2 separate regions of the Mus musculus genome follow, and region 1 is linked to region 2. A link is a contact called in public promoter capture Hi-C data. All regions are on one chromosome and are shown on one strand. The core of a region is the stretch at or near the end of the contact, and the rest is flanking DNA. Distances in the headings are between cores, read along the strand shown.

Evidence for each region. Capture Hi-C pulls out chosen DNA fragments and counts their contacts.
Region 1: a promoter capture Hi-C map of liver shows a contact between it and region 2, with 3 times the contacts expected there. The contact joins the promoter of B4galt7 here to the promoter of Nop16 in region 2. A contact is called at or near these places in 2 of 39 promoter capture datasets (the C10 cell line and liver), 1 of 115 datasets of contacts at active chromatin or transcription factors (astrocytes) and 1 of 9 other capture datasets (liver).

What each region holds. Positions count from the first base shown.
Region 1 is chr13:55,598,080-55,601,790 of GRCm38.p6, forward strand. B4galt7 (xylosylprotein beta1,4-galactosyltransferase, polypeptide 7 (galactosyltransferase I)) reads left to right here and starts at 1,817. Exons shown (of 6, transcript NM_146045.2): 1 at 1,817-2,113. The coding sequence starts at 2,064.
Region 2 is chr13:54,587,549-54,591,414 of GRCm38.p6, forward strand. It overlaps Nop16 (NOP16 nucleolar protein), which reads right to left and starts at 2,526. Exons shown (of 5, transcript NM_178605.4): 1 at 2,313-2,526; 2 at 2,115-2,223; 3 at 1,050-1,119. The coding sequence starts at 2,419. It overlaps Higd2a (HIG1 domain family, member 2A), which reads left to right and starts at 2,683. Exons shown (of 2, transcript NM_025933.3): 1 at 2,683-2,871; 2 at 3,176-3,599. The coding sequence starts at 2,718. The coding sequence ends at 3,342.

The DNA.
Region 1 (3,711 bases), core at 567-3,066, 1.0 Mb after region 2:
GAGAAGCCATGTCTGGAAAAAACAAAAAGAGGGTGGGTGGGAGTAGTAACTTCCAGAGGGCACAAGGCCTCACACTCCAGGGTAGTCTCCACCTGTGAACATCACGATCTCCATCCTTGCTATGGTTTCTTGTAGCGGGCAGGTGCTGACGGGTTTGTCAAAACCATCTGACATTGCTCACCAAGAGTGCCAAGTGTCAACATGACAAATAACGGAACACTGATTTAAAAGCAGTTCATTTGGGTTTGTTTTGTTTTTTTCGAGACAGGGTTTCTCTGTACAGCCTTGGCTGTCCTGGAACTCACTTTGTAAACCAGGCTGGCCTCAAACTCAGAAATCTGCCTGCCTCTGCCTTCCGAGTGCTGGGATTAAAGGCGTGTGCCACCACCGCCTGGCTAATTTGGGTTTTTATGTAAAATTTAGTTTCTTGAGTTTGAGGTCTAACACTAGAGCAACAGGTCACCTGACTGTCTTATCGCCTGATGGCCCTGCCTAACTGGTCTCTGCAGGAGGTCAATCCTGCCTTTAAGATCTGCCACATCAGGCTGGAGAGATGACTCAGTGGTTAAGAGCACTGACTGATCTTCCAGAGGTCCTGAGTTCAATTCCCAGCAACCACATGGTGTCTCACAACCGTCTGTAATGGGCATCCGATGCCTTCTGATGTGTCTGAAGAGAGTGACAGTGTACTCACATATATAAAATAAATCTTAAAAGAAAATTAAAAAAAAAAAAAAGGTCTGCCCCATCTATGGTTGACTTGGTAAGTTTCTGGTGTGGGATGCAGAGCCCTAGGTGAGCCACAGAGCAAATCATTGAGTTGTGTTTGTTAGGGTTTAAGAGGGGAAAGAAAGTTAAGAACAATTAACTTAACCAATAGTGAAGATCTACCTTGAAACAATGCACTTGAAATTGGAGATCATGGATTGTGGCTGGAAAGATTGTGCACACAAACCAATGACCTGCCTGTGCCTTGGTCCTTTCATCTTCACAATGGAAATAATACCTATTCATAAAGACTGAATAAAAGCACAGCCATAAAGAACTTAGAACAGGAGCTGGAGAGATGGCTCGATGCTCTTCCAGAGGTCCTGAGTTCAAATCTCAGCAACCACATGGTGGCTCACGGGCTGACAACCATCCGTAATGAGATCTGATGCCCTCTCCTGGACTGTCTGAAGTCAGCTACAGTGTACTTACATATAATAACTAAATCTTAAAAAAAAATGAGTAGCACAAAGTAAAACTTAATAAATGTTAGGTACTTATTAGAATATTAAATTTTGCCTGAAAGAACAGACATGAAGTCTAGTAACTGCCTCTCTTTTCCCAGGTGGGGAAGAGGGGAAGAGAGTAGATAAATTCACACAGGCAAAGAGGCGGCTCAGTCTCCTATTCATTCCTTAGGTTCTCAAATCGGACGACAGCATTTATATAGTGTGACTGTGCCAAGCACTGCACCAAATGGGTTTTCGTTTCCTACAATGACCACACAGAATACGAACAATTTATATAACCCAAGTGATGAAACCGTCACAGAGAAATCGACTCGCCTCAGCGTTGTTAAATTATCAGAGCAGTGTTTGAAGCACAATCAGTCTTCCGAGATCAGCTCCGAATTCTGAACTGGATCTTATGCTCCAAGAGTACGTGCTTTCTCTGCTGGGCTGACCGTAGGAATGCTGCGATGATACCAGCCTTCACTTGGGGGAAAAAGGAGGAAGATGTACCTTATCCCAGACGTTCTGTTATGCAGTACACGTCTAGTTCCAGCTAGTCTCTAGCTTGTTTGGTCGCCTTTGACTTGGGTGATGGGAGGGAACTCCCTTTCTTGTGACATCCAGTGGGCCCTTGTATGTAGTGAGAACCTAGCTAGGTCCCGCCATCGGTTCTCCAGACAGCAGAACCTTATAAGCTGTGGCTCTGAGGTGCAGCCGGCCCAACCGGAGGGACGGACTCGGCGGACCGGGGGGCGGGGCGGGGGCGGAGACGCCGCGTAGGCTGGGCAGGCCGGGCAGCGGGGCTTTGAGCCAGAGCCCCATGTCCTGCTGTGTCCCGCCACGATGTTGCCCTCCCGGAGGAAAGCGGCGCAGCTGCCCTGGGAGGATGGCAGGTGAGCGGCCGCAACGGGCAGGAGCCGCGTCCCCCTGGGTGCCATTCCTTTTCTCGACCTCCTGCAAATCTTAGCAGCCCTACGCTGTCGCATCTGGGTTTCTGGGGGTCACCCTGAGTGTTTGTGGTTCTCTGGGGGTGGGGGGAACGTCATTGGTATTGTCTGCACGGCTCTCTTTTCCTACTAGCTTCTATTCTGCGCGTCCCTGTGTCTGGGTCTCTGCCTTGCTCTCTCCATTGATCTTTTTGTTTGGACCGCGAACTAGTCCAGTGGCTCTCAACCTGTGGGTCGCGGCCCCCTTGGGTTGCATATATCAGACATTTATGTTACGATTCATAACAATAACAAAACCACAAATGTGGAATAACGACGACATTTATGGTTGGGGACCACCACAACCGTGAGGAGTTGTATAAAAGGGCTGCAGCAGTAGGAAGGCTGAGAACCACTCTTTCTCCTGTGCCTTTGTGTGTTTGTCTGTCTGTTTTCATGTAGCAGATGATTCTGTTCGTTTCTTACAGCGGATCTCTCTGTGTTGTGGCGCTGAAGGTCTTTATTTATTTATTTATTTATTTTCTGTCTGCCCCGTCATATCCATGTGACTTCAAATCCTATCCTTCGCCTTCATGCCCTCTCATACTTTGCGGTTGGCCGGGAAGATCACACCAGACAGAGCTTCCTGTGTTCTCTTCCTGGTTGGTTAGCCATTGCCTGTCTTATACTAGACACACCCAGTAGTTCATTTCCTGTGCTGCTGTACTTGTGTGGGGGTCTGCTTTAAGTGTTAGGTGTGAGTCTGGCTCATACCCGAGTTTAAGATATTTCTCACTGAAACAGAATGGCGGAGGTGATTTTCCTGCCTAGATTTATGGGGCATTACACTTTTAGGCTTGAAGCATCTTTTTGTTTGGACCTTGGGCTAGTCCAGTGGTTCTCAACCTGTGGGTCGCGCCCCCCCATGGGTTGCATACATCAGATATTTATATTATGATCCATAACAATAACAAAGTCACAGGTATGGAGGAACAATGTAATTTATGGTTGGGGGCCCCCATTTTCTTTCCCCCAACACGTTAGTGTATATTCACTTAATGAATGACACATTTGTTAGATATTGTAAGGCTCTAGAATTTAGTGGACACACTTTTGGGGTGTTTGTTTCTTTTTCTTTTTCTTTTCTTTTTTTTTTTCAGATTTGGTGTTAAAAGGTGACAGTAATATAGTAGAAGCATGGTCCATGGTGGCCAGAAATAGACCACTTAATTTTTCTGACCTCGGTTTTCCATCTCTGAAATGAATATCATAATATCTACTTGTAAGGGCTCATTGAAGAATGGTGAAGATAGTTTATAGAGGAGAATTGCCATCTTCTGATCATTTTCTGTTATTGTGTTCTCAGAAAAATAGATTGATGTCCATTCAGTGCTTTTGACACAGTGGCAAAGATTCATGGGACATATATAAAATAGTGTAGTAACTGGGTGGTAGCTCTAGTGCGAGCTTACTTGGGTTTGAAGCACCCCTAACTAGCTTTAGGTAAAGGAGACCATCCCTTTTCTAAATCATCCCTGAGAACCTGAGTGTGGGAGCAGCCAGTA
Region 2 (3,866 bases), core at 1,276-3,775:
TTAAGTATATGTGGCTGTGAATATTTCCAGAAGGGTGTAGGTCCCCTCGTTGAACTGTCGAAAATTCTAATGTGAACCAGCCAAATAGAAGACTCAAAATAATTTCATGTCAAGCATCTGTCTATTCAAATCAGGAGATGTGAAAAAATAAAATCACCTGAATGGAGGTATGGCTATAAGGCTGAGTGTACACTTAGCATTCAAGAGGCCCAGGGTTCAATTTCCAACACACAAATAAAAAATGACAAGGGGCTAGAGAGATGGCTCAGCAGTTAAGAGCACTGACTGCTCTTCCAGAGGGCCTGAGTTCAATTCCCAGCAATCAGGTGGTGGCTCACAACCCTCTGTAATGGGATCCGATGCCCCCTTCTGGTGTGTCTGAACACGCTACAGTGTACTCCATATGCATACAATAAAAATAAATTAATTAAAAAAAATACACACACACAATAAACCTACAACAGGTAGGGAAAAGGTTAGGCAAGGATTCAAGAATATTCTCAGCCCGGTGTGGTGGCGCAAACCTTTAATCCCAGCACTTGGGAGACAGAGGCAGGAGGATTTCTGTTCGAGGACAGCCTGGTCTACAGAGTGAGTTCCAGGACAGCCAGGGCTACACAGAGAAACCCTGTCTTGAAACAAACAAACAAACAAACAAACAAACAAAGAATATTCTCTTTCCTGCAGGGTGTGTGCCTCTCTCTACAGCAGGAACACATGGGGAGTAAATGTATCACTGGACAGACTAAATGACAGGCCAAGCTCTCGAGTCATGAGAAACTGGGCACAAGCCTGAGACCTTCTTCTTCGTCCTTTCAGACACCCAGTTCTAGCTTGTATGAGCGTCTACTACCTTAGTTCATCCATTGAAATCTCATCAATATTAGCTGGAAAACAACTCAGCCAGGGCACAGTACTACTTGTGAACCCTGGACTTCTTCGTTTCTCTCTCTTTGAATCTTGGGCTCTCTGGCTGTAGAGTGAAGAGTCAGAGTGCCCTTTCTACATGAGAGAGGACAGGACGGTAGAAGAACACAGCCCACACTCACCATTTACCACATAGGGCTTCCGTACAAGATCCCGGGGTCGCTCCTCCGTGTCTACCTCCATGGCCTTTACCTGTAAAGAACAGGTTTGAGACCAACAGACAAGCACCTTTGGTCAGAGTTTGACCAACGTTAGGGAAGGACATTCCCTATGGAAACACAACTATGTCTTGTATCAGAAAATCCTTGCCCAAAGTCACTAGAACCAGATCACACCACACACGGTATGTTCATGCTCACACTCACATGTCATACCACACACAGTATGCTCATGCTCACACTCACATGTCACACCACACATGGTATGTTAATGCTCACACTCACATGTCACACCACACATGATATGTTCATACAGTTGCATATGACACCCACAGTAATATTTTTAACAAGCAATTCATCTTTCTGCCTATATCTATGCTTTCCTTACTCTGCTGTGTAGTAGCACCACAAAAACCATGTGCATGAAGAGCGCTTTATAAGTTACAGGGAGCCATGTCCGATAGCTTCTTCATGGGGAGGACTTACCTGCCAGTGCTTAGTTATAATTTTACTAAAAAAAAAAAAAAAAAAAAAAAAACTCTTGGGGTAAGCCGGGGGGTGTTGGTGCACGCCTTTAATCCCAGCACTTGGGAGGCAGAGGCAGGCAGATTTCTGAGTTCGAGGCCAGCCTGGTCTACAAAGTAAGTTCCAGCACAGCCAGGGCTATACAGAAAAACCCTGTCTCGAAAAACGAAAAAACAACAAAACAAAAAAAACCCCTCAAGCTCTGGGGGACAGAAAAAGATACATTCTAGAAAATTCCACTGACCTGAGAAGAAATGGTAAGCAGAGGAGGGGGCGTGAATAAAGGAGGTCGTTAAAGGTCTTTGACCAGAATTAGTGCAAGCAAAATGACTTTATCACAAATATGGGAAGTAAGTGTGTGTGTGTGTGTGTGAGAGAGAGAGAGAGAGAGAGAGAGAGAGAGAACAAATTCTGAAACTCTGCTCAGTGAAGGAACGTCAGGTGGGAAGGAAAATAGGAAGCGGCTAGTGTGGAGATGGGGAAAGTGCTTTGCGTTATCAGTACCTTCTTCTTACGGAGGGGAACCGCCTTGTTGGGGTCCATGGCCAACCCCATCTCCGCCAGGTTCTGCCGCACGGATTTGGTGTGGTCCCAGGCATGTCGTATGTGGGAACTAACATCAAAGAGAGAGAGAGAAATCGAGATTCTGTCACCTCACCTTAGATCCCAGCCCAGGCCCCCGCCTCCAAACTGGCCCCTCACCACTCAATCCGTGGCGCTGCCTTCCGACGAGCATTCCGGTTCAGACGCTTTCGGTTGACGTTGTAACCGAACTTCTGCCTCCGAGTCTTTCCCTTAGCCTTGGGCATCTCGCTAACTGCCCCAACAGCAGCTCAAACCCTTGAAACAGCAGCTCAAACTCAAGAACCACGCTCTCAGAGCCGCGTGTTAATAGTCTCCGTCCACCCGTGCGCGCAAGGATTCTTGGGAAATGTAGTTTTAGTAGTTAGTGCCTCCACATTCACTTACTACAACTCCCAGAAAGCAACGGGCAATGGCGCCTGCGTGCTACACTCAGCAAGCTATTTCCCCGCCCCGTAGTGACCTCATCAGAAGGCGGGGTCCGGTGTCCGGATTTGTGTCCTACCTATTTCTGTGCTGGTGGGTATGGCGGCTCCCGGTCCTGTGAGTCCAGAGGCGCCTTTTGATCCGTCCAAGCCCCCAGTTATCGAGGGCTTCAGCCCCACGGTCTACTCCAACCCAGAGGGCTTTAAGGAAAAGTTTATTCGCAAGACCCGTGAGAACCCAATGGTGCCTATAGGTAAGTGTGTGCTGTAGGAACGGAAGACCGAGAGGACAGCGGTTTCGTAGGGAAAGGAAATAGGGGTGGATCAAGTAAGCCTGGGGTTTGGGAAGGGGAGCGGACCAGAGGTGTGACGAAATGACGGTGCGGGGTGGGGGGTGACTGAAACGAATCGGAATGCATTGCGGGGCTTGGGACTAGATGAAGCAGACTGTAGAACTGCCCTCCTGTTGTGGCTCTGGGAAAGCTGGGACGGGCTACATCCTTAAGGGACCTGCAGGACCCGACCTGTTGCCTCCCGCGTGTGTTGTCCTCTCCCCAGGCTGTCTGGGGACGGCGGCTGCCCTCACCTATGGCCTTTACTGCTTCCACCGCGGCCAGAGCCACCGATCCCAACTCATGATGCGCACCCGGATCGCTGCACAGGGTTTCACGGTCGTAGCCATCTTGTTGGGGTTAGCGGCATCTGCTATGAAGTCTCAAGCCTGAGTATAGCCGGGTCTTAAAGCGCCATGGAAACCATTACAAAACCCAGGAACAACAGACATCCCTGTCAGACTTGCTCCCTCCGTTTCAGACCGGACCTTATTGTCATTTGGGTGAGGAAGTGGCCGATTTTGTAACTGATTTGCGCTTCCACCGCTGCCCCCTCCCGCTCCCAAAATCCCAGGTTCATTTCAGTTGGGTTGCATGCTTCTATTTGTGATGCGTCCCCTTAATTACTTAATAAAAGCTTATTACACTTGTATGTGATGAACTATTTCTTAATCTCATTCCTACGATCAAAACCATGATTTTTCCTTTAAATTTTTAAGAGGGAACAGGCTGTCAGTAGGACTGGCCTTTAAAAATCAGCTAGGTCTGACAGTGCATGCCTATTGCCTTAACTGTTCTGAAGGTTGAGGGAGAAGAAAGAATCTTGCCTGACTGCACATGACTTCAAGAGTTCAAGATCACCGGGCAGTGGTGGCACATGCCTTTAATCCCAGCGCTTGGGAGGCAGAGGCAGGTGG